Regions from separate parts of the Mus musculus genome. Here all the other regions are linked to region 1. A link is a contact called in public Hi-C, HiChIP or PLAC-seq, Micro-C and promoter capture Hi-C data. All regions are on one chromosome and are shown on one strand. Each heading gives the region's core, a stretch centred on a gene start, on an enhancer-like site or on the middle of the called end of the contact. The rest is flanking DNA. Distances are from core to core; before and after follow the strand shown. Region 1 holds the start of Elp6 (elongator acetyltransferase complex subunit 6). Region 2 holds the start of Camp (cathelicidin antimicrobial peptide). Region 3 holds the start of Pth1r (parathyroid hormone 1 receptor). Region 4 holds the start of Cdc25a (cell division cycle 25A). Region 5 has its middle 18 kb from the start of Map4. Region 6 holds the start of Map4 (microtubule-associated protein 4). Region 7 overlaps Map4 (microtubule-associated protein 4).

Region 1 (4,376 bases), core at 1,366-3,865:
TAGTTTTGAGTTTACCAAAAACATTGCTCCATTTACATTTTACCTTATTATATATAAAGAAAAGGCAAACAAATCTCCGAAAAACAAACAAACAAACAAAAACAACAACAACAAAAAATGGGAAATTTACTTAAACTTCACACACTTTCCCCAAATCCTCCTAACTCTCTTTTGGCAATAGGCCATAGGCCAGCTAGCTCAGGCACTGCAATACAGGAAGCTTTACATTGGTTAATGATTTTTTTTTCCTGGGGATCTGAGGGACTCCTTAGGTTAGAACAAAACCACATGATTTAAGCAGGACCCTCAGGGAAGGCCTCCAAGATAAACTGAAAACTGAACCAAACACCTGGAGTGGCTTCACATCAGCTGGATATCTGGGGGGAGAATCATTCCAGAAAGCAGAACTTCTCTGCATACCCCCAAGGATGGGCACACAGGTGTATCCCCACCATACCATTTTTTTTAAGTATTAGTGCCAGGCATAGATATACATGCCATTAATTCCAGCATCCAGAAATCACAGGCAGGTCTGTGAGTTTGAGGCCAGCCTGGTCTACCTAGAAAGTTTCAGAATAGCCAGGACTACATAGACTCTATCTCAAGGGAAAAAAATGTATGGGTGTTTTGCTTACATGTACATGACCAGTGCCTAAAATGGCCAGAAGAAGACACTCAAACACCTGGAACGGGGATGACAGACAGATGTGAGCTGCCATGTGGGTATTGGGAATTGAACCTGGGTCCTTTGGAAGAGTAAACAGTGCTCTTAATTGCTGAGCCATCTCTCCAGCCCCAATCACAATTTCTTAGTGAAGGTACCTCTGACAACTACCTTAATTTCAAATCTCTATCCAGTCTTGCTTTTCTCTACAGTACCTACAGAGATCGGGTGCAGTTGTATTTCCTTTTATTCCTTTCTAATTATGCCTTTTGAGTTTATAATTATACCATCCCCCTTCCCGTTTCTCCCTCCATATCCCTCTCCTGGCTCTCTTTCACATTCATGGCCGATTTTTTTTCATTGTTTTTACATAACTGTATGTTTCTGTATATAACCTCTGTATATTTCATTATTTCATTTACTTGTTTATTTGTTGTGTTTTTGTTTTGTTTTGTTTTTGTTTTTCTGTATAGATCTGGCTGTCCTAGAATTTGATCTGTAGATCAGGCTGGTCTCGAATTCAGAGATCTGACTGCTTCTGTTTCTTTTTTTTTTTTTAAAGATTTATTTATTATTATATGTAAGTACACTGTAGCTGTCTTCAGACACACCAGAAGAGGGAGTCAGATCTTGTTATAGATGGTTGTGAGCCACCATGTGGTTGCTGGGATTTGAACTCTGGACCTTCAGAAGAGCAGTCGGGTGCTCTTACCCACTGAGCCATCTCACCAGCCCTGCTTCTGTTTCTTAAGTGCTGAAATTAAAGGTATGTGCCACCACCACTAGCTTATATTTCTTTCTTCCTCTTCTTCCTCCTCCTCCTCTTTTTTGTTTGTTTGCTTGCTTGTTTTTTCGAGATGGGGTTTCTGTGTTCGCCTGGCTAGCCTGGATTCACTTTGTAGACCAGGATGGCCTCATACTGCCAGAGATCTGCCTGCCTCTGCCTCCTGAACACTAGGATTAAAGGTGTGCCCCATAACGCCCAGTTCCATTATTTTTATTTTTTAGAGGTAGTTTCACAAAGCTCAGACTTGCTGGCAACCCTCCTGCCTAAGCCTCCTGACAGCTGAGATCACAGATGTTGGCAGCATGCTTTTTATGTTGTTTTTGATGCTAGGAAAGAACTCTTCAACTGACCTGTATCCCTCTGACTTTTCTTTTTTGTTCTTTTATTGTTTTAGCAGAAGGCCGAGGAGGGCCTTGCTTATTTAAAATAAAACTATGCATACGTTTTGATGGTATGTATAGGTGCACCACTTCTATGCTTGGTACCCTTGGAGGCCAGAAGAGGCTATCAGATTCCCTGGGACTGTAGTTACAGAGGGTTATAAGTTGCCAAGTGGATAATGAGAATCAAATTAGGGTCCTCTAAAATCTTCTGAGTCCCCTTAAATTTTTTTGTGTATATTGTGTGTGCATGTGCTGCAGAGCCCAGAAGAGGGCGTCGGGTCCCCTGGAGCTGGAGTTACAAGTAGAGCAACCCAATGTGGGTGGTCTTCAGAGGGAGGAAGAAGAGCGTTTATTCCCTGAGCCATCTCTTTGGCCTCCTGGCTTCTGCTTTATACAAAAAGCTCTTCAGGATGTAATTCTGTGCTAGTAAGGTTTGTTCTCTCTTTTTGCGAAGATCCTGCAAACATTTCTCTATGTGTTCCATGTATCTAGCCCAAGTTTGTGAGCAATACACTAGGAAGACGTGGAGCAACTAAGACCCGGAGGTGCGGAGGGAGGGGGAGCAACGGAAAGAGAAAGCTCGCCTGCTCGTGCTAAATCGTGAGGGAGCACCAGCACTGTGTGGACCCGCACCTACTGAGAGCAGCACAATGGTCCATTGCCCGAATGAGAGATCGCTCTAAGGCTCAGCTTTACGAGCATACGTGCTCACGCGCTTGCGCAGCAGCAGCAGCAGCATCACAACCCCAAGCCTGATTGGCTGACTCGAGTCCGGCAGCGAGATCACGCATGCGCGCTTTCTCGCGCTCGCGAGCACGGTCTTGTGGGTGCTGTTCTTGGACCTTCATTCTTTCTGTAGAACCATAATTTTTATCCCAGTTCACGATGTTTCCGGAACTCAACAACCTTCTCAGCACCACCCCAGACAAGACCGAGCAGGTAAGATGTCGTGCGGACCGGAAGAGGGCAGGTCCCGGGAGCGTGCAGGATTGCATCCGGGACGCTGCGCGGTGGAGTAGGCGCGTCTGCCGTAAACCGAGGGCATCTGGGAGTTGTAGTCTGGAGAGGGCTCGCCGAGGCTGCAGTCGCATTCCTGGGCCTTTGGAAGATGGGTTTCTGGACTATCTTGCGTGTTCGCTTCCAGCCCCAGGACCATGTGCTCCGTGCCACACTGGCGCCCAAAGATGGTTGCAGAGCAGGCCCTAGAGGAGATCCTTTTATCTGTCCTGAATCTCCTTCCACCATGGAACATTTTACAGGTTGCACGGAACACTGCTTGCACTCTTCCTAGTTCTGATGATATCTGGTTGCAAAAAGGCCTCAGCATATTCCATCCCCTCTGTTTTTCCCAACCTCCTCACTCTCCATGGAACCTCGAAATGTCTTTCACATTTTCACTTAGGGGTTACCTCTCCCAGGAGTATATCTGTTTTATTCTGTAATTTGCAGCAAACACACCACATATGGAAAGCTTTAAATAGATCTTGTGGATTTTGGTTGTTTGGTTGCTTATTTGTTTTTTTTGTTTTTTGAGACAGGGTTTCTCTGTGTAGCTCTGGCTGTCCTGGAACTCACTCTGTAGACCAGGCTAGGCCTTGAACTCAAGAAATCTGCCTGTCTCTGCCTCCCAAGTGCTGGGATCAAAGGCGTGTGCCACCACTGCCCTGCGATCCTTCTGGGTTTTATTTGCCTAACAGTTCTTGACTGTTCAGACCTCCAGTTCTGACTACTTTTCTAGTTGCTAGGGCATTTCCCAGGTCCAGAGTGACAGCAGGAAGTGACCACTTTGGGTGGGAAATGTGTTTCAAGGCCAGGCAGTGTGATTTGGCATTTTATATTGGGGGGAGGGAGGAGAGGGACACAGCTGAAACCCAGAGGCATTGGACAGGTTTTCCCTAGGTTGGTACAGCATTGAGGTGGTGTGTGACAGCCCTTGGTCCCAATGTTGTCTGTTACTTACAGAACTACAGCAGGTAGTTAGGCAATGCAGAGACCATCTTCATAGGGCTTTCCAGCGATTGCTGTGATAAGAGTCCCGTCTGAACCACAGTCACTGGGAGATCTTTGTCATCAGAGGCCTTGTCAAGAATTGGGCCAGGGGATAGAACAGTGGATATAGGGCTTGGCACCAAGTATAGAAGTGGAATTTGGGTTCCAAGAACCCACGTCAAAGCCAGGTAGGCAAGAGGACACCTGTCATCCCAGCACTAAAGAGGCAGAGGTGGGATCCCTGGGGCAAGCTGGCTGGCTGCATTAGTTCAGATTGCCTAGTCATTAAGATTCCCTACCTTGATAAATTGGAAAGAATGGAAAGCGGCTGAAGAAGACACCCAGCCCCGACTTCAAGTCTCCCTACATGTGTGCCTGCACACACATGTCCATGCACATGCAGACACAGATACCACAACCACAAACCCAAAACTAAAACCGTTTTTTTTTTTTCCCCTCCCCATTCACTGTTACAGACACAGACGCCAGGGAGCATCTTAGGGCCTAAGACACTACTTAAAACATCGTACAATTAGGTGTGTGGTGGCAGGGG
Region 2 (4,376 bases), core at 779-3,278, 460 kb before region 1:
AGGCCTACTACTCTGGCTGAGGTACAAGTTTCTGAAAAAAATTCTTAATTTTCTGGCCAATTTTCTTAAGCTTTTCACCAATCTTCTCCCCACCTTTGCGGAGAAGTCCAGCCAGCCGGGAAATTTTCTTGAACCGAAAGGGCTGTGCACCAGGCTGTGTACCAAGAAGAAGTGGGTTTCTTGTGAGGCTGGTCCCAGGGCCACCCAAGTTCCTTCCCCACCTAGACCACACTTCTGGGATACTCCAAGAGCCTCTAGACCCTTTTCAGCCTTTGGGACACGCAGTTGGATCCTTAACCTCAATAAAAGATGAGAACTCGGGGTCTGGGAATAGCAAGGGGCTCCCAAGGATCTGAGAAAACATACTTTTTTCTTTCTTCTTTTTTTTTTTTTTTTTTTTTTGGTTTTTCGAGACAGGGTTTCTCTGTGTAGCCCTGGCTATCCTGGAACTCACTTTATAGACCAGGTTGGCCTCGAACTCAGAAATCCGCCTGCCTCTGCCTCCCGAGTGCTGGGATTTAAGGCGTGCGCCACCGCGCCCGGCTGAGAAGATACTCTTAAGAGAGTGCTCTGTGCTTCAGCGGAATTCGGAATATCCAGCAGGTTGTGTTTGATCCCGGTGAAAAAGTCCTCACCCTGGAGTCCTAACAGTCTTAGCGAGGCCTAAGAATCTGCATCCCTAACTATCTGAGTTCCTATGTAGCCATGTCTGGCCTGGAATTCATTATGTAGATAAGGCTACCCATAGGGATCCTCCCACCTCTGCCTCCCAAGTAAGAGCCAAACTTTTGAGAATCGCTACTTTAAGGGATGACAGAACCAGTCTTAAAGTTCAGGCTCAAGGGAGGAGCCAAGGGGGTTGGGGGGGGGGGCTCTTCTTTCTGCTCTAGGTAGGAATAGGAACTAACTGGTCCGCAGGATAACCCGTGTTCCATCCCCTCACCGTGCCCTGCATCCTACTCACCTCGTTACAGCTGATGTCAAAAGAATCAGCGGCCGGGTTCAGGGTGACTGCCCCCATACACTGCTTCACCACCTTAGAAGGGAAAGCCCATGGTCAAACTAGAATTCATTTGCCATAAGCCCTAAACCCTAGTCTACTGGATGGAAGTCCCTGGGGACTCCTTGACTAGTTCCACAAGAGGGACCCCCACCCCCAGCCCTCTGCCTTACCCCCTGTTCCTTGAAGGCACATTGCTCAGGTAGCTGCCGCTCTGCCTTGCCACATACAGTCTCCTTCACTCGGAACCTCACAGACTTGGGAGTATCTGGATCCTCGTCCTGGTCAGGAGAGAAAGTAAGGAGACTCGTCTCAGGCCCAGTCTCAACTTCAAGGATCGGTTTCTTGACGCGTACCAACATGGTGACCCTCCATCACCACGTGCTGAGTGCTGAGACAGGATCGAGTGCTGAAGTACAGAGGGAAGAGAAAAGGAGCCCCCTCCTTTCTCCCCCCACACACAGTGAATGGGAACAGCCCTCAGCCAGCTATAACGCAGAGCAGCTCCCCTTCTGGAAAAGGACAGGGTCTTAGAGGATCAGGCACGTCCTTGGGAACCTCAAGGCTAGGTAGGGTTCCTCAATGGATATGGAAAAACGAAGAGCAAAGGGAGCCAATCCCAGAGCTAGTGATTCTGCCCCCGACGCCCCTACCCCCGTCCCTGGAATGGAAGCCCCAGGCATCTTGTGCCACAGCAAGTATCCCAAAGGCTGAAAGCCGACAGCCTGGAAAGAGGCACAGATTTATGGAGTTTCTCCTGAGAAAAGGAGAGACGACGCTAAAAGGATTAGATCTTGGCTCTTCCTCTGCCTCACCCCTTGGGGCTCAGGATCCAGGTCCAGGAGACGGTAGAGATTGGTGTCTAGGGACTGCTGGTTGAAGTCATCCACAGCTCGGAGCACAGCATCCCTGTAGCTGGGGGTCTGGGAGAACCCCAGGCCCAGTAGCAGCAGCAGTGATAGTGACCGCCACAGCCACAGGGAGGGGACGTCCCTCTGGAACTGCATGGTTCCCAAGACTGCCTCCTCCAGGCCAGGAGAGCCTCATTTATTCTCATCCTGAACCTGATCCAGCAAAGTTTCAAACAGAAGCCTTCCTGGCCCACCCTGCCCCTGGCTGCCGGCCAGGGTGTGGGGGGGCTAGCGCTTGCTTCAGACTCTCATTGCCTCATGAGACTCTGGGCAGTGAGTGAAGTCAGCTAGCCTGCCAAATGAAGAAATAATTTCCCCATCTTCCTGAGATGGCCTTGGCTTCTCCTGGGCCCCAGAGGGACTATCATATCCAGTATTGCTCAACGGGGTAAAACCCCAAGAAAGGAAGAGAGCCAGTGACTGTCTATTCCTTAGGAGTGAGCCTAGATTTAGTGTTCACTATTTGACTCTCTGGACATTTGAGTAAGTGACAGTGGCCAACCCAACCAGAGACCCTGCCCCACCCCACCCCACCCCCATCCCTCAAGAAAGAAGTTGTCCCTGCCATTCAAGGCCTGTTCTCTGGCTCCGATCCTCAGGGCAGTTGAAGGGTCTGGAAGCACAGGGTCAAGAGGAGGTTGAGACTGGTAACCAAGCATTACCACGTCCTAAGTGATGTGCTAACCAGCCTGTACCAATGTGAACAGTTTGTATGGTGCTGGGACTTGAACCTGGGGCTATGCTTCATCATGGAAGCATGACGGCATCCATGGTACCAATCATGGCTTTCTAGACACATCACCTAGTCCAGCAGCAGCAACCACACCTCTCCTGGATCCTTCTCAGCTGCCTTTCTCAAGACAAAAATGTCCCTATCCTCCTGTAAATGTGGCCTTTAGCCAAAGCCCGGACTACACTGACTCAGTATTTCTGACTTGTTCTTTCCCTTAAAACCCCTGCTGGCCAGGCTTTTCTGGATCCAGTGACTACCCTCAAACTTTGTCTTACTCCATGAGAGCTTAGATTACTCCTCTGTCTCAGGGACCTGTCCCTGCCCTGTCGCCCTCGCTTTGCCTCCAAGGGCTGTTTTCTTAACATTAGAGCTTGAGGGTTACATCTTGGGCCAGTTCTGTCCCTAGGAGTCAGGTCTTCCGAGGCACAGCACCTCTCAGAACATAAGTTACAGTGAGTCGGCTCACAATTGACTGTGAACTTTAGCTCTAGGGGCCCCATTGCCTATGTGACCTGACTCTCTGAGTTCACGGTTCCTATAAATGCAGGAATGGTGGCTCATGCCTATTATGTCAACTGCCAGAAGCCTGAGGCAGGAAGACAACTGTGAGCTCAAAGCCTTACTGGGCTACCAAGTGAGACCCTATTCCAACCCCCCCCCCAAAAAAAGAAATGGGCCTGGGAATATAATCAGTCATAGAGTGATTGACTACAACATACACAGCCCCAGGTTCAAATCCCAGCACCACATAAACTGTTCACGTTGGTACAGGCTGGTAATCGCATCGCTTAGGAAGCGTAGACAGGAAGACCAGAACTTCAAGGTCATCTCTAGCTACATCAAGTTTGAGGCCAACTTGGACTGCAATGAAAGCCTGCCTCAGAAGTAAATAGATACATAGGTAGATAGATAGATAAATTAACATTTAAAGAAATACGTGTCTATGTGAGTGTGTGCCATGTAAATGTGGGTGCCTGGAGCCAGAAGAAGGCAATGGGGCCCCTAGAGCTAAAGTTCACAGTCAATTGTGAGCCTCTCGATGCTGTTAATAGAAACCTACTTGAAATAATATCAAGTGCTGCTTAGCACTGAGCAACCCTCCAATCCAACTTTTTTTTTTTTTTAAGCCATAAGAAAAAAAAAAAGATTCCCATGGGGCCTCGTACCTGATTGCTTAGTACCCACTGCCTGAGTCCAGATCTCAAGGCCAGAAGAGCGACCTAATGATTCCTTCTTCCTCTGGGGACACTCCCCCCTCCTCTCCCACACCCCCACCTGGCTTCGCCCCAGCTTTCCCTCACCTGAGTTGTTATCAAAATCTCTGGATTTCATCTCCCCCAATCATAGAAATCCTCGACACAGCTGGCCAGGGGCTCCCTGACGTCACTGGCGTGGCCATTGGAGCTCCTACTGTCAGCAGCACATACGCCTTCTAGCTCACATCAGGACCTGCGTCCTTCTTTTTTTAATTTTTGTTTTGTTTTGGGTTTTTTTTTTTTTTTTTGGTTTTTGGGTTTTTTTTTCGAGACAGGGTTTCTCTGTGTAGCCCTGGCTGTCCTGGCACTGACTCTGTAGACCAGGCTGGCCTCGAACTCAGAAATCCGCCTGCCTCTGCCTCCTGAGTCCTGGGATTAAAGGCGTGCACCACCAACGCCTGGCGACCTTCTTACCATGACCCTCTTACCTGGAGTCCTTCTTACCATGACCCTCTGCACTTTCAGGTGCCAGAATG
Region 3 (4,376 bases), core at 834-3,333, 440 kb after region 1:
CGTAAAGCGCTTAGAACAACAGACTGACGAACAGAAAACTCAGAGGCATTTGTTGAATACAAATGAACAAACAATGGACCCGTGTGCACACCCATAGGGTGCACACGTGCACGCACACACATGCATTAGACAGCTGTGCTTCCCTCGGAGTCATGTGCGGATGCAGAGCTTCAATCACATGTGAACTCGAGTACACACAACCCTACGGACTGACTCAGATGCCCATAAAGCCTTGTGCCGATAAACATTCAGGCACACACTGAGGAAGGATATTGTACCCAACAGCCACATGCACATATATGTGTACACACACAGAAGTCACTGAGGGAAGTTCAGCAAATAGCTCTCTCCCCCGTGTCCGGAGCACCTCCTGAACAGTCTCTGGCTTTGATTGTCCTTTGCTGGACTAGAATCGAGGCTATGGGCACAGGAGGAGGACATCAAACTGCTAGGGTGTCAGGCAAATGTTTCTCTCGTGCTCTCTGTTCACAGATGGGCAACTGAGGTGTGCAGAAAGAGAGTCGAAGGTCACACAGCTGTAGGCTGAGCTGGGGGAGCCCCACAGCTCCTGTGTCCTCGAATGTGAGACACATGCACATATATGTGTACACACACAGAAGTCACTGAGGAAAGTTCAGCAAATAGCTCTCTCCCCCGTGTCCGGAGCACCTCCGGACTGTCCTATGAAGGAAGCTACTTGCTCTGTCTCTCTAGACCTTGGTCAGGGGTGGAGTACGGGGTGGGGGGCAACAAGACCTCAAAGTCAGGCACAAAAACTGATTCAAGAATAGGTTAGGCACTTGGGATGGGACCACTAAGGGAATGAGAGGACAGAAAATCTCCCCTCTCTGAGAAATGGCTAACAGACCCTAGCCCAAGATGAGGTCGAGTTCCAGCTTTCTAGTTGTCTTCTGTTCTGAGTCTCTTTCCGCTGGGGTCCAGAGCTCTCATCCTAACCCCTTTCTTTGTCTGTCTGGCCCTCTCCACTAGTCTGTTTCTTGGTATTCACCCTCAGACCACGCACAGTACCCCCCAAAGATCAGCACACTCATGTCCCACAGCACATATCTTCTGCAAGGTGTGCTATGAGATCAGTGTCTTTTGGAAGACCTCTGTACCACACCCACCTCCCTGGGCAAACCGATTTCCACTTTGGGTAAAGCGGTCCCATTCATGCATACATCTGTGCATCTGTAGGATCCAGAGAACTGAGGAGGGCTCTAAATCCTACCCTCAAGTCTAAGTGATTTCTGACTTCTTGCACACAGCTTTGAGCACCGGGTGCAAACAAAACTTGCAAAAACGGAGCTCCCCCCGCCCCCAGCGCAGTGTGTGATACTCCACACCCAGAACCCGCTGAATCGCACAGTTACCACTGAAAAAGATACATACGACCAGAGCCATATGCTCACAGAAGCATGGTGTAGGGGAACTCCAACCACAGGTTTCCAGACCCAGGACCCCAAGCCAAGTCTTCAGAAGTGGGGAAACTTCAGGCATCTGGAACCTACGGTAAGACACCCCAAACAGAGCAGACACCAGGGTTCCTGGTTCATGGCTGGGGGGGTGGGGGCTCGGAGGTCCCATCCCAAAGTTCAGACTATAAGGAGAGCCCAAGAATTTGTGCCTACACTCGTCCCAGGAACCCCAAAGCAATTCCAGGAGTCCTGTGTTGGAGTGTGGACGGAGAGAGACTTACCAGCGCATATGCGGAGCTGAGCACTGGGCAGCAGAGAAGGAGCGCCAGGCTGGGTGCGATCCGGGCGGTCCCCATCGCCACCGCCTAGGGCCGCGTCCCTCGGGGCAGCCGCCGCCGGCCCTGGTGATGGTTGGAGGGTGCAGAGCTGCGTCAGGCCGGGCCGCCCCGCCCACGCCCCGGCCTAGGGGACCCCGGCGTCCGGGCGGCCGGAGGCCCCGGAGCCCGACGCGGGGCCCATTCGCCGAGGGCGAGCGAGAGAACGAACCGGCGCAATGGAGAGAGGGAGGGCGGAGGGAGGGAGGCAGCCTGAGGCCGGGCGGGCGGCGGGCGGGCGCCGAGCGCTGCTGAGCGGCCTGTCTGCCTCGGAGCGGAGAAATCACATCCATATGGCTGGGCCCCCCGCCCCCGGCCCGCCCCCCGCTCCCCTCCCGCGCCGCCTTTTCTTTCTTTCTTTCTCTCTGTCTTTTTTCTCCCCCCTCTTTGGGGGAACTGGGAGCCGTGGCTTCGCTCCACGCCCAGTGGGGGAGGGGCGGGGGAGGGGTCGGGGTCGCGGTCTGCGGGGGGCGACCAGGCTGTTATTTTTAGCTCCGCGGCAGTGGGCAACAGGGGAGTCGGGGCGGGGCAGGGGGCGCGTTTTGAGTTGCGCGGGGCGTGCAACTAGGGGATGCCATCCTGACTTTTGCAACCACACTGAGCCCTTCGGCGTTTCTGCCGCCAGCTCCCGGCTCTCCCGCGGCATCGTGGCCGGCTCCCCGTCTCAGTCTGGACCCCCGTGACCTTGTTGCTCACCCCCTGCACCCCATTTCCCATCTTCCGAACCCGCGCTGCGTGCGCCCGAGCGGCACGGGCGTTTCTGCTGCCCCGACGCTGAGGCTGCCTGTCTGCTTGTCAGTCGGTCCTTTGCTACCGTCCACCCACCACCCACCCTCCCCGCGCTCCCCGGCTTTGGCCTCTGCTATTCCAACGGCCCCAAGCTCGGTTTCGGTCACTCCCTCGCTCCCCCCTCCCCTCCTCTACGAAAACATTTGCAAGTTTCCAAAAAAGCCACCGAACTGAGCGGCAGCGGGGCTGGCGACTCCACAGGGCTCCGAGGAGGCGCCGCAGACTGACACGGAGACGGGGCAGCCGGGCCCGCCCTGGCCGGGCCCCGAGTCCCCTCCTGCCCGACTCCGGCCTCCCGCGCCCCGCGCGCCCGACCCCCCACCCCCATCCCCCAAGCCCCGACTTACTCCGAGCTCGCCGCCGCGGCCCCCGCCTTGCCATGAATGTCGGGGCCCCCCCGACAGCCTCCCCAAGCCAGCGCCCCGTCCGCAGCCCCGGGGGGACTTCATGGAGCTCTCGGGATCCCCCCCTGGCCTGCCTGGCCTCCAGAGCCCCCCGCCCGGCCGCTGCTCCGAGACGCCGCCCGCCTTGCGCGTCCCTCGCCTCGGCGTCTGCTGCTCCCCTCCCCCCACGGCCCGGAGCCTCTTCCCCCCCCCCTCCGCGCCCTCCCCGGGCCTCCTCCGCCCCTGCCCCCGCCACTGCCTCTCAGGCGGGTGTGTGCAGGACAGAGCCGAGCCCGCTGTCCCCCATCCCGGGACATCTCTCCAGAGACCCTGCCCCGGGTCTTTCAGCAGAAGGATAAGTGTTGCGGGGACGCAGTCTAGGGAGCTCTGACATCGGGACCTGAGAACCGTGGCTGGGACGTTGTCTCGCTTTTGCTTTATTCTTTCCTTTGGGAAAGCACAGACCACCCACCCACTACCCCGATCTTCCGGCCCTTGCTGATGAGCGGGCGGCCACACGAGAGGAGCCACTGGGGAAGCCTCCTGGTATTTCTCGCGCCGTGGGCCGCGGCGCTGCCCGTGTACCCATGGGGTTCCTGGTCTGGCTATGTGGGGACCCTGGGGAAGCTGCTCCGCCTCCAGCTAGAACCAGGCTATGCAGCCAACGCCCTCGAGTCCTGCCCCGCCCTAGACTGGTCCTTCATCCCCTGTCCCACTCCTAGTCCTGGGGTCTAGCGGATCGGAGACTCTGGTGGTGCTCCTTGGTCTGGACCTTCGTTGGACTCCCGGTTTAGAGGGGTTCCTTTTCCATTCCAGGTATTTTAAGATGTCTCAACCTATTCAGCTGCTTTCTAGGCATCCCTGGTTCTTCGATCTAGCCCCAATTCGGGCAATTCGAGACTACAAGACTCGGGTTCAGCTAGGACACCTATTCTTGTTCTTCACCTCCCTCCATCATGTTATCCTCCAAATGCTGGTGGCTGTCTTGAGACTCTTGACTTGGGGAAAGTGAGAGAGATGGGAGCTCGTGATGGGAATGGAGTTTATGGACTCCACGCTGGACACCAGAGTTCTAGACTTTGGACTTCCAAGCCTACCATCTCCCTGAGCATCAGGTATCAGAGAAAGTCGAGAATGCTTAAACAGAGAGCTAACGGAAGGCCTGTTGAAGGAAGCCATTTTAAGCGTGGTGACCTGAAAATACCACCAGGTTAAATGGCATCCTTGCTTGGTCACTTACCAATTGTGTGTCCTGCCCACTAGGACTCTCCCGGTATCCTGGTCTCAGTCTTCTCATCTGTAAAATAGGGGAGATGTCCACTTGACTCAAGGGTCCTTGAGGGTTTGTGCAAACCCATGCATTCCAGGGGTTTGTCACAAAATTTTATGCAAATGAGCTCAGCGTCCCCCAT
Region 4 (4,376 bases), core at 836-3,335, 430 kb before region 1:
GGCAGGGGGATTTCTGAGTTCGAGGCCAGCCTGGTCTACAGAGTGAGTTCCAGGACAGCCAGGGCGATACAGAGAAACCCTGTCTCGAAAAATAAAGATCAGGTTTGGCTCACAGGCATCTTCACCTGTTGAGACATCTTATCAGCTCCAAGACTTTTTTTTTAATGTTGTTGTTGCTTAGGTTTGTTGTTGTTGTTGTTTTCTTTTCTTTTCTTTTCTTTTTTTTGTTTTTTTGTTTTTTTGTTTTTTTTTTTTGTTTTTTGGTTTTTCGAGACAGGGTTTCTCTGTATAGCCCTGGCTGTCCTGGAACTCACTTTGTAGACCAGGCTGGCCTCGAACTCAGAAATCCGCCTGCCTCTGCCTCTCGAGTGCTGGGACTAAAGGAGTGCGCCACCACGCCCCGCTTTACATTTTTTTTTTTTTTTTTTTTTTGGTGTTGCTTGTTTTTTGAGAAGGGCCTTAAGTAGCCCCACCTGGCCTAGAACTCCCTGTGCAGCTGAAGGTGACTTTAAATTTCTGCTTCCAACTCCCACATTCTGTAGTTGCAGGTATTTCTCACCTTCCCCAGCTCAAATTACATCCTTTGAGCAATGTAACTGGGGAAGCTCAATGGGGGTAGGGTGGGATGTAGCTTACTTAGAAGTGTTTACCTAACAAGCACAAAACTAAGTTCAGTGGTGAACTGGGAGATCAAATTCAAGGCCATCCTTGACTATAGAGAGTCCAAAGCCAGCCTGACTGCACGGGACCCTGTCTCAAAAGAAAAATATATGGAATCACAAATATGGCCATAGTGAAGATACTTAAGAAGCCCATAACCATGTCTTGTGATATAATGGTTATTCATCTAAATAGTGAATAAAGTAACTACCTTCCCTTCACTCTGGTCCCTCCTGGAATTATTTTTGTGATGTAAGACTTGTAAAGATTAAGTACACTAGTAGAGTTATCACACATGAAACACTGTCATGTACATAAACACTAAATGTTGCCTAGTACTTTTACAGTGATTTGAATGGCTCCCATGGGCTCATATGATTGAATGCTTGATCCCCAACTGTTTGGGAGGGATTTTAGAGAAGGTGTGGCCTTGTTGGAACAGGTGTGTAGATGGGAGTGGGTTTTGAGTTCTTAAAAACCCACACCAGGCAAAGTCTCTCTCTCTCTCTCTCTCTCTCTCTCTCTCTCTCTCTCTCTCTCTCTCTCTCTCTTCCTCCCTCCCTCCCTCCCTCCCTCCCTCCCTCTCCCTCTTCCTTTCTCCATCCCACCTCCCCCCACCCCCTTCTCTCTGCTTGCTATCTGTGGATCATAGCTCTCAACTACTCCTGTTTCAGCCCGGGCTATTAAAAAAAAAAGTCCCTATTTCAAAAATTAATTAAATTAATTAATCAGAGTCTGGAGCAGGAATGGTGGCACATGCCTTTAATTTCAGCATTCGAGAGGCAGAGACAGAGGCAGATCGATCTGAATTCGAGGCCAGACTGGTCTACAGAGCGGGTTCGAGGACAGCTAGGGCTACACAGAGAAACCCAGTCTCGAAAAAGAAAAAAAGAAAGACAAAATCAGAGCCTGAAGTCCTGTGAAGGAAAAGAGGGATCCAGGATCCATGGTACTGTACCACACAGTTAGAGAAGAGCCAACGCCTGGTCCAGATGGCCTTCCCTAGTCTCTCTGTCTCCTAAAAAAAAAAAAAAAAAAAAAAAAAAAAAAAAAAAAAGTGCACAGCACTATGCTCAGTAGCTCAGACAGGTGTGTAGCACACGCTGTAGGAACTACACTACCCAGCATGCAACTGAAAAAGAGCGGGGCCTTTCGGTAGGGACTAGCGCCCCCACAGAAAGTTTCATTGACTCCTTTCTCATTTCAGCCACCTCCCAACTCTTCAGGCTTCGCCCCCACCGAGAGAGGGCGTGACCTCGAGGAGGCCCACGAGACGCTTCCTCCTTTCCTTCTCATTGGTCCGGCTCAGCTGTCATTCGGGAGCGAGGAGAAGTTTGCTTCCTGATTGGTGAATTCCGTTTGGCGCCAACTAGGAAAGGGGCGGGGCGGCGGCTATCCTGAGTGTGCAGCAATTAACGCTAAGGCCACTTTGGTGGTGAGGGAAGTGAAGGTTCCTTCTCTGCGAGCCGGCTACGGAGCAAGGAGGGAGAAAAAAAGTGAGGCGAGTTAGTCGGAGCGGTGGTCTCAAGACTCTTCCTCCACGGAGTTTGTTTGGATTTAATCTTGAGGTTGCAGGCGCCCGCCCGCCTGCGGGCCTCGCGGGACAGAGAGGGAAGCACCGGTGCTTGTGCCTGGCGCCTGCCGAGTCCCCTACGCTCGCCGGTCCGCGCCGCTGCCCGTGGCGGCCGCGTCTCTGAACCGCGGGGTCGTGTTTGTGTTTGACCCGCGGGCGCTGGTGGCGTGGCACGCGGCTGAAGCCGGTGCCAGCGGGGCGGGGCCCGGCGCAGCGGAGGCGGAGGAAGACGGAGCGGGAGTCCGGGCAGGCCCGGCGGCGCCATGGAACTGGGCCCGGAGCCCCCCCACCGCCGCCGCCTGTTCTTCGCTTGCAGCCCCACGCCTGCGCCGCAGCCCACGGGGAAGATGCTGTTTGGCGCGTCAGCTGCTGGCGGACTGTCCCCTGTCACCAACCTGACGGTCACCATGGACCAGCTGGAAGGACTGGGCAGGTGAGAGACCAGCGAGCGATGCCCCAGGCCGCTGGCCTCTGGTCGGCCCTCGGGATGATCCAGCAGGAAACAGAGTCTGTCCACTTGGTTCTGATGCTCCGACCCGGAATGGCCTGGCTAGGGCCCGCCATGTGCACCCTCCCTCCCGGGCGGAATGTTGGGCGGGAGAGGCCGTTCGGATAGTCCAGGGCTATCCTCAGCCAAGAGCCAGACCGCGGAGATCGAGGAAGCCTGCTGGGCATCCTGTCTTGTTCACCCCTTTCAGATTTCTCTCTACGCTGTCTCTATTCCAGAAAAGTCTTTGGAATCTACCCTTATGGGGGTTGGGAGGGAGGGTGAGAATGGGTCCTCCTAGGCCCTCTTTGCTGAACCACCCGCGCCGGATCTTAGTTTCCTGTAAGCTTTGTTCCTTCTCAACAAAGGGACGTGGCATTTTCTTTTCTTGCATTTGTGTAAAATCTATGCAGCCACCTGGCCGGCACGTTTCTTGTATCTACCCATCTACTACCTTTTTTAAGCTATCACTTTTTACCTAACTTTTCCATATTGGAAATCTTCGAGGACTTTGTAGTCCTACACCACTATCACTAACAAAAATGCTTAACACTATTTTTAGTGAAGTTGCTTTTCCTTCGATGTTGGGTATTTCGCCTCCTAAACTTGTCTTACAACTTTTGCAAACCCTGAAAAGCTGGGACTCCTGGCCTAGTCACCTTTGCCCTTACTCCTGGCTCACTCAGAACCTCAGACTGAGGCTCTCCTTTAAGGAAACCCAGCCCTTGCCACAGGCCTGTCTGACAATGTGGCCCAAGGCCAAACCACTCACTCCTTTCTTTGTTTAAATGCCAACTGGGGTATTCTGGGTGGCCAAGTGGGGTGTCCTTGGCTTGGTCTCTCAAAGATGGTTTGTGGCAGCCTGGCTACTTCGTGGCCTGTATGTCACCTTTTTTTTAATCATGTGCTAGAAATTGCTCATGTGGAGGTGCCTCTCTTGGTTTCAGTGACTGTGAGAAAATGGAAGTGAGAAATAACAGCAGTCTACAGAGAATGGGCTCCTCAGAATCGACCGATTCAGGTATTGCCATTACTGTTCATGTGTGTCTATGTATGTGCTCGTGTGTGTTTAGATCAGAAGGCATCAGAGCCGCTGGAGCTGGAGTTACAGGCCATTGTGAGCTGCCTGATATGGCTGCTGGGAACTGAATTTGTCCCCTCTACAGGAGCACCAAGTGCTACTAACCACTAAGCCACTTATTTTTAAGAATTTAATTAAATCAATTTATTTATTTTGAGACAGGGTCTCACCATGTAGATCACATTGGCCTCTTGCCTCTTGAGTGCTGTGGTTAAAGGCATGGGCCACCATCCATCCCCCTGACCACTCCAGGTGTCCGTTCAGCCTTCACATTCATCTGGAGTCAGCCATTCGGGAAGCATCTTGCCTAGGAATTTAATTGGCAACAGTACACATAGAAATTGTGGTGTGGTGTGGTGTGGTGTGAAGTGACAAACACCCTTTAGTAGAGTACAGAGGAAGCTCCTGAGACAGTTTATGAAGAGAAGAAGCGCCAAATCTTTATTCCAGTTCTTTTTTCTTTTTTTTTTTTTTAATGTGTGCTTTTATATATGTGGATGTTGGCTCACATGCCTCTCGTGTGTGCATGTGGTGTGTACTTTCCTCAAAGGCCAGGAGAGGGTGTCGGATCCCTT
Region 5 (4,376 bases), core at 1,172-3,671, 390 kb before region 1:
CCAGAGGTGGCTTTAACCCAGCTGGCTTGGGCAGAGAGGAGTGGCCTATCTTGATGCAGGAGTGTCTAGCAGTCGTAGCCACGACTCTACATGCATCTTCATCCAGCGTCTCTAGCCTACTTGAGGCTGTCTGTCTAGGCCCAACAAGGAGTGCTCATCCCTCCTATGGGAGCTGGCTGCTGGGGGGAGAGGGAGTCATTTTCTTCTGTTGCCCACACTTTAGTAAAGAACCCCCACCTGAGCCCTCTGCAGGTGACCTTAATTAAACTCAGTAGTTCACAATTAAAAACAAAAACAAGCAAACAAACAAACAAACAAACAAAAAAAAAAACCCAAAGGTGTGAGGAGAATTTGTAATGAAAATAATAAACAAAGCAAGATGACTTGGGTGTGGCGCAGCATGCATCAAAACCAGGGTAGAGACACATCTCCTCAAAGGACAAAGTGTCTGACATAGCCTGGCCTCAGGAATGGGTTAAAGATTCCCTACGTATTACTCTAAGATCAAAAACATGGTGGCATATGCCTTTAATCCCAGCATTTGGGAGGCGGATTTCTGAGTTCGAGGCCAGCCTGGTCTACAGAGTGAGTTCCAGGACAGCCAGGGCTACACAGAGAAACCCTGTCTGGAAAAACAAAAACAAAAAAACAAAAACAAACAAAAAACAAACCAGCATGATGTGATAGCCTTGAATCCCAGTACTCCAAAGGCAGAGGTAGGCAGATCACTGTGAAGTTATCTCCAGTGTAGATTAGGCTGGACTTGAACTCAGGGATCTGCCTGCCTCTGCCTCCTGAGTGCTGGGTAAAGGCACCAGAGTGCAGTGTTTACTGAGCCGGAATGAACTTGTTCTGCCCAGTGTGATGAGTAGCAGGCACATGACCGCTGAAGTTTTAACCGTTAGGTAAAGGTATAGTTCATATGCAGTGAAAGGCAATATATATCTCTGTATATAGATAAATTGACCTGGTAAGCTCAACTAATACTATGTAACTGCATTGATTTTAATTGTTATCAGATCGAGGAAGGTCAGCTTTCCAGGAAACTCCCTCTTGTTCCTCCACCATAGGGAATATACACTGTCCTAAGCTCTGTGTTTATAGGTTGGTCTGCTTGCTTTGAATGCTGTGAGTCAAGCAACTCACGTTAGAAACCTGCTCACTTCCACATGGGCATTATGGCCCATAAGCTCAATAAATACTCAACACAAACATAAAAGAAAAGAAAAGAAACCCTTTGAGTTTGGTTTCCTACCCAGCTTAATTTCTTTGCCTTTTTTGTTTTTCTTTTCTTGTTTTCTTTTGTTATTCAAAATAGGGTTTCTCCACAGAGCCTTGGCAGTCCTGAAACTATTTAAACCAGGTTAGCCCCGAACTCAGATCTGCCTGCCTCTGCCCCTGAGAGCTGAGGTTTTAGGCTTGTGACATCACAACCCAGGCTTGTCCTTCCTTCCTTTCTTCCTTCCTTCCTTCCTTAAAAAAAAAAAAAAAATTTGCCGGGCAGTGGTGGTGCACGCCTTTAATCCCAGCACTTGGGAGGCAGAGGCAGGCAGATTTCTGGGAGGCCGGACTGGTCTACAGAATGAGTTCCAGGACAGCCTGGGCTACACAGAAAAACCCTGTCTCAAAAAATCAAAAAAAAAAAAAAAAAAAAAATTAACAGACTAGCCTAGACTAGCCTCAAACTTACTATGTAGCCAAGGATGATCTTGAATTTTTAATCCTCCTGCCTCCACCTCCTGAGTGCTGGGGTTACTAGTGTACATCACCTCACCTGGTTTTCTTTGGTGCTAGGGATCCAATCTCGGACCTGGGCATGCTGAGAACTCACTGCCAACTAAGCTACATCCCCAGTCCACAAGTCTTTTAAAATACTTGTACTGATTTCTCATAAGTATATATATATATCAAGAAGCATCTTGCAGGGATAGTGCATGGTTAATAGTATCAGATTCTAAGATGGTCACAGCAGCACATACCTGTAATCCAACACTTGGAAAGTAAAAGTAGGAGACTTAGCCCCAGCTCCACAGCAAGCTTGACACCAACGTGGACTACGTAGCATCAAGAGAGAAAGAGACAGAGGAGAGAAAAGGCAGGGGAGGAGGAAGGAAAACAGAAGGAGAGAAAAGATAGCTCGGTGGGAAAGCACAATTGCTGAATCTGATCCCCAGGTCTCACAAGATGGACAGAGGACCAGCTCTGGCCAGTTGTTCCACATGAGTGGACATACATGCTCCCCGCCCCCATGAAATAAACAATTGTAGTAAACATTTTAAAAAGACAGCAACAACAGAGACCACGCAGACACAGAAAGGAAGGAATCAATCATGTGTTGTCTGGGGCTGTAAGATCTGAAGGCTTCACCAAAGTCTGGGGGATCCCCTTTCCAGGAGGTCACTCACTACTTCCTCCACACAGGGACTCCTCCACACAGACGGGGAAGTGTCCTTATGACACAAGGACTGACTTCCCCAAGAGTGAGCCCACAGAAAGAGAAAGAAACCAGGAGGAAGCTGTAATTCTTTTTATGGCCAAACATCCAAAGTTGTCTACTTCTGCTGTTGTCACAGGCTATGTATTCAAAGTCTGACTCCCGTTCAAGAGTGGGAAAAGCTGCTCTCTCCCTTAGAGGGCGGAACTTGACAAAGAATTTGGTAGAACTTTTAAAAATGTATATGGGTGTTTTGCCTGGGATGTTCTGAGACCAGAAGGGGGCATCAGATCCCCTGGAACTTACACATGATTGTAAGCTGCCATGCAGGTGCTGGGAATTGAACCTGTGTCCTCTAGGATGAGCAGCCTGTGCCCTTAACCACTGAGCCATCTCTCCACTCCCTCAGTACTGATCTTAAAATGCATAGTTCTCACAGCTAGATGGAATGAAAATCTGAGGAGTTGATGCTACAAAATAAAACATTGCTGCTATGTGGAGCCTGGCAGAGAGATTCTGGCACACAGACTGGGCAACAATGCCAGATGGTGACCTGGGGTATCAAGGAGGAAAGGCAGAGACAAAGCATGGCGGCACATGCCTGTAGACCCAACACTTGGAAAGCATGACAGCACGATATCATGTTTGAGGTCAGCCTGGGCTACATAGAACCCTGTCTCAGAAAAAAAATCCACAAAAATCAGAGCTGGAGAAATGGCTCGGTGTTTAAGAGTGCTTGCTATTCTTACAGAGGACATGACTTCAATTCCCAGCACCCATGCCAGGGAGCTAACAACTTTCTGTAACTTTAGCTCCAGAGAATCTGAGGCCTTCTAGCCTCTATGGATACCCAAATATATGTAAATGTCTTAGAAAGAAATAATGGATAATCTTAGTCCTCACACCAGGAAATACAAGAACAAGACCCAAGTACCCAAGCCAGGCAACTGTTTTGTATGTTGTTGTTGTTTGTTTTGTTTTTGTTTTTGTTTTTGTTTTAGAAAAAGGCACACCAAGACTCAAACAAGTCTAGCAAGCACACTAAGGCCAAGTGCTCCTTGTCTTCTTTATCTTGGGAGATGAATGCATCTCATCCCTTTGGTCGGGGCTCTACTTCAGAGTCTCATGTGACTGTCAAAGCTTCACAAAGAGGGAGGGGAAGGTCAGGGAGTATGAGTCCTTGCTGGAATAGCTATGAAAGAAAGAAAGAAAGAAAGAAAGAAAGAAAGAAAGAAAGAAAGAAAGATTAATTTAAACTGGATGGTGGTGGTGTTGCATGTCTTTAATCCCAGCATTTGGAAGGCAAAAACATGCAGATATCTGGGTTTAAGGCCACGTAGTCTACATAATGAGTTCCAGGTCAGCCAGAGAAGCCCTGCCTCAAAAAACAAAAACCAAGAAGAACAAAAAAAATGTAATAGAGCAGGGCAGTGGTGGCGCATGCCTTTAATCCCAGCACTTGGGAGGCAGAGACAGGCGGATTTCTGAGTTCGAGGCCAGCCTGGACTACAAAGTGAGTTCCAGGACAGCCGGGGCTACACAGAGAAACCCTGTCTCGAAAAACCAAAAAAAAAAAAAAAAAAAAAAAAAAAAAGAAGTAATAGAAAGTAAATAAAATCAGGCCTGAGAAAACACTGAGTTACTGAGTTTAAGATATCTCAGTGACAAATTTCTTGGCTCTGACTGTGTGACCTTGGAGAAGTTGAATAACCTCTCTGAGCTCCTGGTTTCTTATCTATTGGAGGAAGAATAAATACAACTTTTTGGTGAAGATGAAAGATGCTGATGTGTGTGTGTAAAACTTTTGAGTTCTCCTTTGAGCTCAGGAATTCTGATAATGGGGCCGTTCTGTCCTCCCTGTTCTTACAGGAGCCTGTGGGAGGGCCTGAATGGAGATGTTGCAGTTTCTGGATAAAGGAGGGCTGCAACTAGTCTGGGATCT
Region 6 (4,376 bases), core at 820-3,319, 370 kb before region 1:
ATGTATATTATCATCATCTCCATTTACTGCTTAAATGAATGAGTATTGTGTGACAAAACTTTCCCTGGGGAAATGCAATACAGAAGTCTACTTATCCCAGAGAGGAAACTCATGACAAACCAAAGCCCAGCTTGGTGAACCAATTAGTTTTATTGGGGCTACCTTCAGTACTATGATGAAATATGAGTGAGGGGTTACTGACAGTAGCAGAAATGACTCAAAGACAGCTGAATCACCAAGGCCCACCCCAATACTGGTAACAACTCACAAATTGGGAAAACTGGGGCACACTGCATAGCCTGCAGGCCACTCAATGGGTTGAGTAAGTAAGGCTGGTCTAAACCTCTTCCAGGCGGCTTGGCTGGTCTCTGCTTCTCTCAGGCAGCTGGTCTGGTCTTAAGAGTCTGCAACTTTTGCTCTTCTGAGAATCTTCTTTACTGCGTAGGTCTTCTTTTCTGAGAGGGACGCTGAACTCTGGCAGGAAGTAGCCTAGTAAAACTAGATGGTTTCAGGGCCTTCCTGCTTAATGGAAAGTTCCAATCTTGGAGGAAACTGTTACACAATATCGATACAGAAAGGTTTAGAAGTCTTCCACAGGTTTACATAATTTGTTTAGCCATGCTGAGACTTCATCGGGAATATGGTATTTTACCTTTGGCATCCTATTAGTAACTTTATTGAGAGTGACTATTATCTAATTTTCATAAACGAGGAAACTGAGGCTTACCTTTCCTAAGGCTACAAAAGCACAGCTGTACTTCCTAACCAAGTTCTCCTGGTAACCCCTATATGCCTGAGTTTACAATCCTAGCACCTGGCTACTGAAGTTAAAGCCCCACTAGCCAAACATTGTCTTGTTGACACTGTGGTGTTACTAAACTTGCCTGTTAACATAATGAGAATGAGGAGTGCTGGAGAGAAAATTAAACTATTAAAGATAAGGCTCATAACTAAAACTACAAAGGGCACTGAGGATATATTAACCATGTAGGGCTCTTGTGATGATTAAGATATGTGGATCATGGAATAAGCATAAAGGAGTTGGGTATCACTATTTCTTCTGGACCAGTACTATGCACAGGCAATATAATGTGACCGTAGTGACACTCTAGAGGAGGGGGGCGGGGAGAGGAGAGTAGGAGGAGGTAATTTTAGCTGTGTATGGCGGCTCAAATTTGTAATCTCAACACTCAGGAGGCTGAGGCTGAGGGATTGCCATCACTCTGAGGGAGGTGGGTGATGCAAAGTGAATTTCAGGCCAGCCTGCGCTATGGTGGGAGGCACTGTGCAAAAAACCCAAAACAGAACAAAGGTGATCTTTAAGTTTTCAAGTAACTACGTTGAAAAAAGAAAAAAACTAAAAGAAACATGAAATTATTTAAGTTACTAAATACACTCCCAATTATATAATCAGTTTTTTCTTGTTTGTTTGTTTGTTTTTCGAGACAGGGTTTCTCTGTAGAGCCCTGGCTGTCCTGGACCTTACTTTGTAGACCAGGCTGGCCTCGAACTCAGAAATCCGCCTGCCTCTGCCTCCCGAGTGCTGGGATTAAAGGCGTGCGCCACCACGCCCGGCCCCATATAATCAGTTTTGCATTCAACAATGTTCCTTCTCAACTTGGTCCAGCCACGTTTCAGGCAGCTACTATGAGCTGCGCCCTCAGCTCCCAGTCAGTTCCTCGCGGTTAGCAGTGAACCCAAGGCCCCGCCCCCGCCCCTCCCAGATTACATCATAGAGCCCACCAGTCAGGGCCGGCGGGGCCCACTCAGGCCCACCCGTACGCAGGCGCGTGCGCCTGACACTAGCATCCTTTCTGCTGGAAAAGGAAGCGGCGGCCCTCTCAGAACGGCGGAGGCGGCCTGAGCCTCGCCATTCGCTGAGGCATCCGCGGGCGGGAGGCCGCAGTCTAGACCCCCGACGCGCGCCGCGCCAACGGTCCGCCACTCGTGCTGCTTCCACGGAGAGGGCGAGGAGTAGGGGCCGGCGTGGATTGGTTCGCGGCGCCTCGGCCCGCCCTTCGGTGGCGCCCATTGGCTGGGGCGGCACCCGCTGACGGCGAGCACGCTCCGCCTTCGTGCCGGCCTTCAAGAGGGCGACGAGGAAGCGGCCACCTCCCTGTGCCCCGCCCCTCCGGCTAGGTCTGTGGCTTCTGCGGCTCCTCCCGGCTGCTCCCGGCTCCTCTCTGCCCTCTCCCGGCTTCCTGCGGCTCCGGCTTGGGCTCGGCGGCGGCGGCGGGTAGGTGCGGCTGTGATTGAGATCGGAGGGTCGGCCTCCTCACTAACCTCCACGACTCCCGCCCAGGTTCTCGCGGTGGCCGCCGGGGACCCCGCAGGTCCCTCCCGAGGCGGGGAAGGGCGGTGGCTGTCCGCCTACGGGACGCCGGGGTGGTTGAGAGAGGGGGCCTGGTGGGGGGCCTGCGGGCGTGACCTTCGGAGTTTCTGAGACGCCTTCTGAGGGGACCGTAGGGGGCGAGGCGGGCGGAGAGATTTTGTATCAGGGCTTCGGAGGTTGTGGAGCCGAGGGGCTTGCCTCAGGCTGGGCATGTGCTGAGCCGGGACACTGAGGGTCGACTGCAGCCTGGGCCCTTGGGTGGGGTTCGGGATGCAGAAGGACGCCGGGGTCGTTTCTCCAGGCTTCAGGAGGGGCGTCCGTGTATGTGGGGACTGAGGCGAGCTCTGCGTGTCCCTTCTGGGGGTTATGGGTGGGGCCGAGGGGTGGTCTGGAGAATCCAACTCGAGCCCTTGTGTGCGTGGGTCCCGCACACTTTGGGGACTGACGCGCATCTAGTGTCTGGCTTCGGGAATGCAAAAGGGGTCACGTTAAGGGTGCGGAGTCCGGAAACAGGGACCAGGGCTAGCAGCGGCTGTCGGAAACGTTACTCGGAGCAGAGATTGTGGTTTATTTTAGCACCCGGGACGAGCTCTTTTGGACTGTTACTGTCGGAACTCAACTTTACTTGAGATTGCCTCCTGGGCGTTTTGGGGAGGGTTTGCTTATCTCTTGGATTGTGTAGATTAAATGCATTTGGTCTTTAGGGGAAGAGGCTGATTTCCCCACAGGTTTGTGTTTTAGGAATCCAGAACTCGCCCCCTCCTGGAGCGGAGTTGTAGCCTGTACTTCTCAGGCAAGATTAGTGTTACCCAGCCTTTTGCTGGAATCCCCCTTTCTCCTTGCCCTCCGCTGGTCCAGTTACAGAATTTCTCCCCAGGGCCTCTGCAGTGTTTCTTGCTCCCTGCGAGTGTCTCCCGCCCGTTTTCCTACTGCTGCGCTTTTGGCAACTGCCTCTGCTCTTTCCCAGGGATGGTTGTGGCATTGCATCAGGGGATATTTGTGCTTGTAATTTGCTCACTCAGCCCAGGAGGAGGGAGAATAGTATGGTGTAGAGTTGGGGGGTGGGGGTGGGAGGGTGACAAACGGGAGGGGGGCGGTTGCCGGCAGCTTGGCTGGGTAGGCAGAGCGATGGGTGTGGTAAGGGAAATACAGCTGCTCTAGGCCTATAGGGTAACACTGCCCAGTCATCAGCGCAGAGATTCAAAGACCAGCAGCAGCAGCTATTTTTATAAATCAATCCTGAATCCAAGCTGAGCACATGGATTTAGGGTGAACAGTTGTCATGCCCTGACTATGACAGGCTGAGTGTTTTGTAGACAACACTGCAGTTGCTAAGCAAGAGGCTGGATCTGTCTGTACTATGATGCAGGTACTTGCAACTTTGTAACTTTTTCTCCACTTTGGGGAATATGTTCATGGCTTTTCAATTGATGGAGTCTGATGGTCCATACCATTTCCTTCAAAGCTGATATTTTTAAGTCAGTCATAATCTCGTTTTACACTTAGCTTAAAGTAATTAAAACTATTGCTTTTTGAGCTAGTACCTACCATCTTTCAGGGGTTTACAAAAAAAAGGATTTATGTAGCTGTACATGTGGTTATGAGCCTTCATGTGGTTATTGGCAAATGAATTTTTTTTTCTTTTTAGGACCTCTGCTCGCTCGGGTTAACACTGCTTGCTCTCTGGTCAGCCCCTCTCACCCAGTCCCTGCTTGCTCTGGCTCAAAGATTTATTTATCATTATACATAGGTACACTGTAACTGACTTCATACCCAGCAGAAGAGGGCATCAGATCTCTTTACGGGTGGTTGCTGGGATTGTGAACTCAGGACCTTTGGAAGAGCAATCAGTGCTCTTAATCTCTGAGGCATCTCGCCAGCCCTTCCAGGGGCTTTTTAAATGAAAGCGAATATACTTGCCAGGCAGTGGTGGCGCACACCTTTAATTCCAGCACTTGGGAGACAGAGGCAGGTGGATTTCTGAATTTGAGGCCAGGCTGGTCTACAGAGTGAGTTTCAGGATAGCTAGGGCTACACAAAGGAA
Region 7 (4,376 bases), core at 1,053-3,552, 320 kb before region 1:
TAAAATAATGTAAAAGTAAGAATCAATATATCTAAATATTTAAAAAAGATTGTATTATGTGTGTGAAGGTTTTGTCTGTGTGGGTGTATGGGTATGCTACATGCATACCTGTTGAGTCTACTGGAACTGGGTTTGTGACTATTTATGGGACACTTTATACAGGTGCTGATTACTGAAACTGAGTTCTCTGCAAGAGCAACAAGTGCTCTTAACCTCTGAGCCATTTCTGTAGCCCCGCCAACACAGTTCTTTTTAAATGTATATTGAGTGTTTTGCCTGCCAGTATATGTGTGCTGTGTGCATGCCTGGTGCCTGTAGAGGCCCGAAGAGGGTGCTAGATCCCCCGAACTGCTGTATAGTAAGGATGGTTCTAAGCTCCTATGTGGGAACTTTGAACCGAACCTAGATCTTTTGCAAAAGCACCAGGTGTTCTTAAACACTTAGTCATCACTCAGTCCCAAGAACCAGTATGTTTTAAGAAAAAGATTTATAGCCAATCAGTGTTGGTGCATTGATTTAATCCCAGCACTCAGGTGGCAGAAGCAGGTGGATCTCTACATTCAAGGCCAACATGATTTACAGAGCTAGTTCCAGGACTGCCCAGAAACCCTATATTAAATAACAACAACAAAACAAAGAAGAGAAATGAAAAGGATTTATTTTATCTTATTTTCATTTATGTTTATGTATTTGTATGAGTTATGCTATGTTTGGAGACCATAAGGTGCCTGGAGTTATTAGAAGCAGTTGTAAGCTGCCCTACATGGGTTCTGAGAACTGAATTTGGATTCTGTGCTATAGCAATAAGTGAATTTAGACAGTGGGTCATCTCTAACCACAAGTAAGTTACTTGGAATAGTTTTTAGGCATTATGGAAGAAGAGCTCTAAAGACTTATTGTTACTTTGGGTCTTAAGGTGTAGCCTATGCTGTTCTGGAGCTTTGGCTCTCCTGGTTCAGCTTTCTCTGTGTTGGGATTGTAAGCATGTTCCTCAAGGCCGATTTATTAACCCTCATCATTTGTGTTTGATTTTACTTTTTTTTTGGGTGCTCAAAGTCGAGGTATACACCTTGAGTTTGTGTTTTGTTTTTGGAGCAGGCTTGGTTAGGTTCTCACTTGTTTGATTGTAGGCTCGGGCCAATCAAGGGAAGTTTAAAGCATTGTCCTCATATCTAGATATAGAGGGGGCAGCTGAATGAGCTATGCGTGTAATAGAACAGTAGTTGACTTTATTTCCTTTAATTCTTAAATGACCACCCTGTCTTTAACTAAAAAGTGAGCGGTAAACCATGCATTGTCATCCACACCTATGAGATCCTAGCTTGATAAAGAAATTAAGGTGGTTACATAGGCTTTTCAAGGATAACCTGGGCTACAAGAAACCTCATCTCAAAACATAAAATGAGATTAGTTGATGAAAAGGAAAGTTGCTTTTTTCCCTATGTACAATTTTTTTTAAATAAACATGATGGCACCAGCGCCCCCTAAGAATCCTTTTCTGTTAAAGCGAGGAATGCATTTCTTTTTTTTCTTTTTTGTTTGTTTGTTTGTTTGTTTTTCGAGACAGGGTTTCTCTGTGTGGCCCTGGCTGTCCTGGAACTCACTCTGTAGACCAGGCTGGCTTCGAACTCAGAAATCCGCCTGCCTCTGCCTCCCGAGTGCTGGGATTAAAGGCGTGCGCCATCATGTCCGGCCTGAGGGATGCATTTCATGAGTGGGTGCAGTGGCTTGCTTGTTGTCTACTGCGTTTGAAATTGTTTCCAGATGTATTGCTCTTCCCTGATTACTCCTAAACTGCCCAATGCCTAGGAGTTTATTATCAGTACTCTGTGCCTCGCCCTTGCATGCCTTTCAAATAGCAGTAACAGATTCTGTGGCTGTCTTATGCTAGTGAGTACCTTACTCATTGTTGGCTTCCACAAGCAGTTAGCAAGTTTGTGGGCAGTTCGCTTAAGACTTTATTCTGTGTCCCATTTGTAAGATAGAAATTAAGACTAAGTTCTTTGAGGCTAGCATTTTTGTAGAATAAAAAGTTAGGTGGTGGTACATGCCTTTTATCCCAGCATTTGGAAGGCAGGTGGATCCAACCTAGCCTGGTCTACATAAAAAATATAAGGAAATTAGTCTAGGATAGCGCTCCTCAAGGATGAGCCTTGGTCCAGCGTTTTCAGGTCATGTGCAGAGTACAGAGGATAGGTTAGAGGATGTCAGTCAGTCTGGACAGACTAGTGGACAGACTGCATGTGACTTGGCCTTAATGAAATAGTGCAGTCTGCCAAATTTGCCACAAGAGGGTGATGTTGGCAAGAGTCTGGCTGCGCTGAGCCTGTGCTCAGTCTTTCTGCTTGGCCTGAAGCTTTCTCCTGGCTCACAGCACAGCTGCCACTCGGCTCCTTAACCCTTTCCTTTTTGTTTTTTGTTTTGCTTTTTTTTGAGGCAGGGCTTCTCTGTGTAGCCCTGGCTGTCCTCAATTATAGCTATTTTCTTTTTTCTCTCTTTGTGTGGGTTTTTCTCTTGTCTTCTAACAATATCTTTTCTGACTCAGCTCAGCTTCTCCTGGCTCAACTGTCACCTTCTCAATTATCACCTTTCACTGTTTTTGACTTTACTCTTCTGCCACCTGAACTGTACTTACTCTGCCCTACTCTTCTCTGACCCTAGTCCAATCCTCCTCTAATGCTCTACCGCGCTCTGTCTCTGCTGACTTGGCTCTGCTCTGCTCTGCTCTTCTCTTCTCTTCTCTTCTCTTCTCTTCTCTTCTCTTCTCTTCTCTTCTTTCTTTCTTTCTTTTTTTTTAATTTAAGTTTTTAAATTTATGTATGTGAGTATATTATCGCTGTCGTCAGACACACCAGGAGAGAGCATCAGATCCCATTACAGATGGTTGTGAGACACTATGTGGTTGCTGGGAATTGAGCTCAGGACCCCTGGAAGAACAGTCATGCTCTAGCCCTTCTGTTGCCTTTTTATATCCATTTCTTTTCTTTCTTTCTGTTTTTGTTTTGTTTTGTTTTGTTTTGTTTTTCGAGACAGGGTTTCTCTGTATAGCCCTGACTGTCCTGGAACTCACTCAGTAGACCAGGTTGGCCTCGAACTTAGAAATCCGCCTGTCCCCGCTTCCCGAGTGCTGGGATTAAAGGCGTGCGCCACCACGTCTGGCTAACTTGAGTATTTCTTGAACCATTTATAATCCTGGACTGTCTTATCTTCTAGCATCTTATTTTCTGGAGTTCCTTGTCAAAGTCTCTTAATCTCTCTTCCCTCAGTTCTGTGAACCTTTGGCTTACTTATAGTTCTGACTTGGGCATGCAGGATGTGGTATTCAGCAGTCTGTCTTAAAATTCTTCACATAGGCCTATTGTTGCTCTGCATTGTAGATGGCCTCTGTATTGCTGTAGACCAAAGTCCTGCTCATAGACCTTTCAGTGGTTAAGGATCGAAGATCTCTTGACCAGGATTTTTTGGCTCGAAGGCAAAGGCAGTGACTGGTCAGGTTATCTTCTCAGAAGATCTCCCGATCAACTCTTAGCTTTGTTTGATGTTATCACAGCTTTTTGTTTCCTATAGAAAGATAAACAAATCCATGTCCCCAATGCAAGATATTCTTGGATTCCGTTCTGATGTTAATACATCCTTATAGTATATAGACTGAGTTAATTCCACAATTTTTTAAAAATAACCCTGTGTCTCTCAGCTGCTGTTGTTCCTTTCTCATTAACATTAGGAAATTTAAACAGAGTACTATTTAGTCTATCCTAGAGGGTCTTTATTCTTTCTTTTTGTTTTATAAGCATTTCTTTTAAAATACAATTAGATCTTTCTATAATTGCCTGTCCTATATGATTGTTTGGTATACCTGTAACATTATATTATAATTTGCAAAGAATTGCTTCATCTTTCTGGATATATATGTAGGGATATTGTACAGGAATTCCTATATTAGTGATTACTTCCAGTAAATGTATAATTACAGAATCAGCTTTTTTTTTAAGATTTATTTATTCTATGTACTTAAGTACATTGTGGCTCTCCTTGGACACACCAGAGGAGGGCATAGGATTCTATTACAGATGGTTGTAAGCTAGCTACCATGTGGTTGCTGGAAATTGAACTTGGGACCTCTGGAAGAAGAGCCAGGGCCCTTAACCCCTGAGCCATCTCTCTAGCCCCAGAATCAGCTTTTTCAAAACTCATAGCCGCTGGGTGATGGTGGCGCACGCCTTTAATCCCAGCACTTGGGAGGCAGAGGCAGGCGGATTTCTGAGTTCGAGGCCTGGTCTACAAAGTGAGTTCCAGGACAGCCAGGGCTATACAGAGAAACCCTGTCTTGAAAAACAAAACAAAACAAAACAAAACAAAAAACAAACAACAACAAC

What was found. Promoter capture Hi-C pulls out the DNA fragments that hold promoters and counts their contacts. A called contact is a pair of places that touch in the nucleus more often than the background predicts. HiChIP or PLAC-seq counts read pairs in DNA pulled down with a chosen protein or histone mark.
Region 2: an H3K27ac HiChIP or PLAC-seq map of embryonic stem cells shows a contact between it and region 1, with 5 times the contacts expected there. The contact joins the promoter of Camp here to the promoter of Elp6 in region 1. A contact is called at or near these places in 3 of 39 promoter capture datasets (liver and stem cell-derived epiblast-like cells) and 1 of 115 datasets of contacts at active chromatin or transcription factors (embryonic stem cells).
Region 3: a promoter capture Hi-C map of embryonic stem cells shows a contact between it and region 1. The contact joins the promoter of Pth1r here to the promoter of Elp6 in region 1. A contact is called at or near these places in 3 of 39 promoter capture datasets (cranial neural crest and embryonic stem cells), 2 of 115 datasets of contacts at active chromatin or transcription factors (embryonic stem cells and large pre-B cells) and 1 of 9 other capture datasets (adipose tissue).
Region 4: a Hi-C map of erythroblasts shows a contact between it and region 1, with 2.7 times the contacts expected there. The contact joins the promoter of Cdc25a here to the promoter of Elp6 in region 1. A contact is called at or near these places in 15 of 39 promoter capture datasets (the 3T3-L1 cell line, 3T3-L1-derived adipocytes, the C10 cell line and 10 more), 15 of 484 Hi-C or Micro-C datasets (CD4 T cells, CD8 T cells, ECoMG-derived neutrophils and 11 more), 12 of 115 datasets of contacts at active chromatin or transcription factors (the NIH/3T3 cell line, the SCID.adh cell line, astrocytes and 7 more) and 1 of 9 other capture datasets (embryonic stem cells).
Region 5: a promoter capture Hi-C map of the HPC-7 cell line shows a contact between it and region 1, with 2.2 times the contacts expected there. The contact joins the enhancer-like site here to the promoter of Elp6 in region 1. A contact is called at or near these places in 4 of 39 promoter capture datasets (the 3T3-L1 cell line, 3T3-L1-derived adipocytes, the HPC-7 cell line and 1 more), 5 of 484 Hi-C or Micro-C datasets (B cells, embryonic fibroblasts, embryonic stem cells and 1 more), 1 of 115 datasets of contacts at active chromatin or transcription factors (bone marrow-derived macrophages) and 1 of 9 other capture datasets (pancreatic islet).
Region 6: a contact with region 1 is called in an H3K4me3 HiChIP or PLAC-seq map of bone marrow-derived macrophages, with 6 times the contacts expected there. The contact joins the promoter of Map4 here to the promoter of Elp6 in region 1. A contact is called at or near these places in 1 of 39 promoter capture datasets (the C10 cell line), 1 of 484 Hi-C or Micro-C datasets (uterus) and 4 of 115 datasets of contacts at active chromatin or transcription factors (the SCID.adh cell line, bone marrow-derived macrophages, embryonic midbrain and 1 more).
Region 7: a contact with region 1 is called in a Micro-C map of embryonic stem cells, with 5 times the contacts expected there. The contact joins the enhancer-like site here to the promoter of Elp6 in region 1. A contact is called at or near these places in 10 of 39 promoter capture datasets (the 3T3-L1 cell line, 3T3-L1-derived adipocytes, the C10 cell line and 6 more), 1 of 15 datasets of contacts at CTCF or cohesin (embryonic stem cells), 30 of 484 Hi-C or Micro-C datasets (the AML12 cell line, the Ba/F3 cell line, the G1E-ER4 cell line and 17 more) and 1 of 9 other capture datasets (liver).

What each region holds. Positions count from the first base shown.
Region 1 is chr9:110,302,577-110,306,952 of GRCm38.p6, forward strand. It overlaps Elp6 (elongator acetyltransferase complex subunit 6), which reads left to right and starts at 2,616. Exons shown (of 7, transcript NM_001081381.1): 1 at 2,616-2,773. The coding sequence starts at 2,720.
Region 2 is chr9:109,847,428-109,851,803 of GRCm38.p6, forward strand. It overlaps Camp (cathelicidin antimicrobial peptide), which reads right to left and starts at 2,029. Exons shown (of 4, transcript NM_009921.2): 1 at 1,816-2,029; 2 at 1,174-1,281; 3 at 965-1,036; 4 at 1-154. The coding sequence starts at 2,007. The coding sequence ends at 8.
Region 3 is chr9:110,740,527-110,744,902 of GRCm38.p6, forward strand. It overlaps Pth1r (parathyroid hormone 1 receptor), which reads right to left and starts at 2,084. Exons shown (of 14, transcript NM_001083936.1): 1 at 1,700-2,084. The coding sequence starts at 1,774. It overlaps Gm35775 (a long non-coding RNA gene), which reads right to left and starts at 1,276. Exons shown (of 2, transcript XR_379891.3): 1 at 1-1,276.
Region 4 is chr9:109,873,494-109,877,869 of GRCm38.p6, forward strand. It overlaps Cdc25a (cell division cycle 25A), which reads left to right and starts at 2,086. Exons shown (of 15, transcript NM_007658.3): 1 at 2,086-2,666; 2 at 3,668-3,741. The coding sequence starts at 2,497.
Region 5 is chr9:109,912,005-109,916,380 of GRCm38.p6, forward strand. No RefSeq gene overlaps it. Among named protein-coding and RNA genes, the nearest start is that of Map4, 18 kb to the right of the region's middle. Within about 2 kb of position 2,422, at least 59 of the 459 cell types and tissues checked have an H3K27ac peak or open chromatin away from gene starts, as enhancers often do. A contact at or near this core is called in the HPC-7 cell line and bone marrow-derived macrophages, where this site is marked.
Region 6 is chr9:109,929,705-109,934,080 of GRCm38.p6, forward strand. Map4 (microtubule-associated protein 4) reads left to right here and starts at 2,070. Exons shown (of 19, transcript NM_001205330.1): 1 at 2,070-2,236.
Region 7 is chr9:109,983,344-109,987,719 of GRCm38.p6, forward strand. The region is part of intron 2 of Map4 (microtubule-associated protein 4); the gene reads left to right. Among named protein-coding and RNA genes, the nearest start is that of Map4, 54 kb to the left of the region's middle. Within about 2 kb of position 2,303, at least 51 of the 459 cell types and tissues checked have an H3K27ac peak or open chromatin away from gene starts, as enhancers often do. A contact at or near this core is called in embryonic stem cells, hippocampal neurons and muscle stem cells, where this site is marked.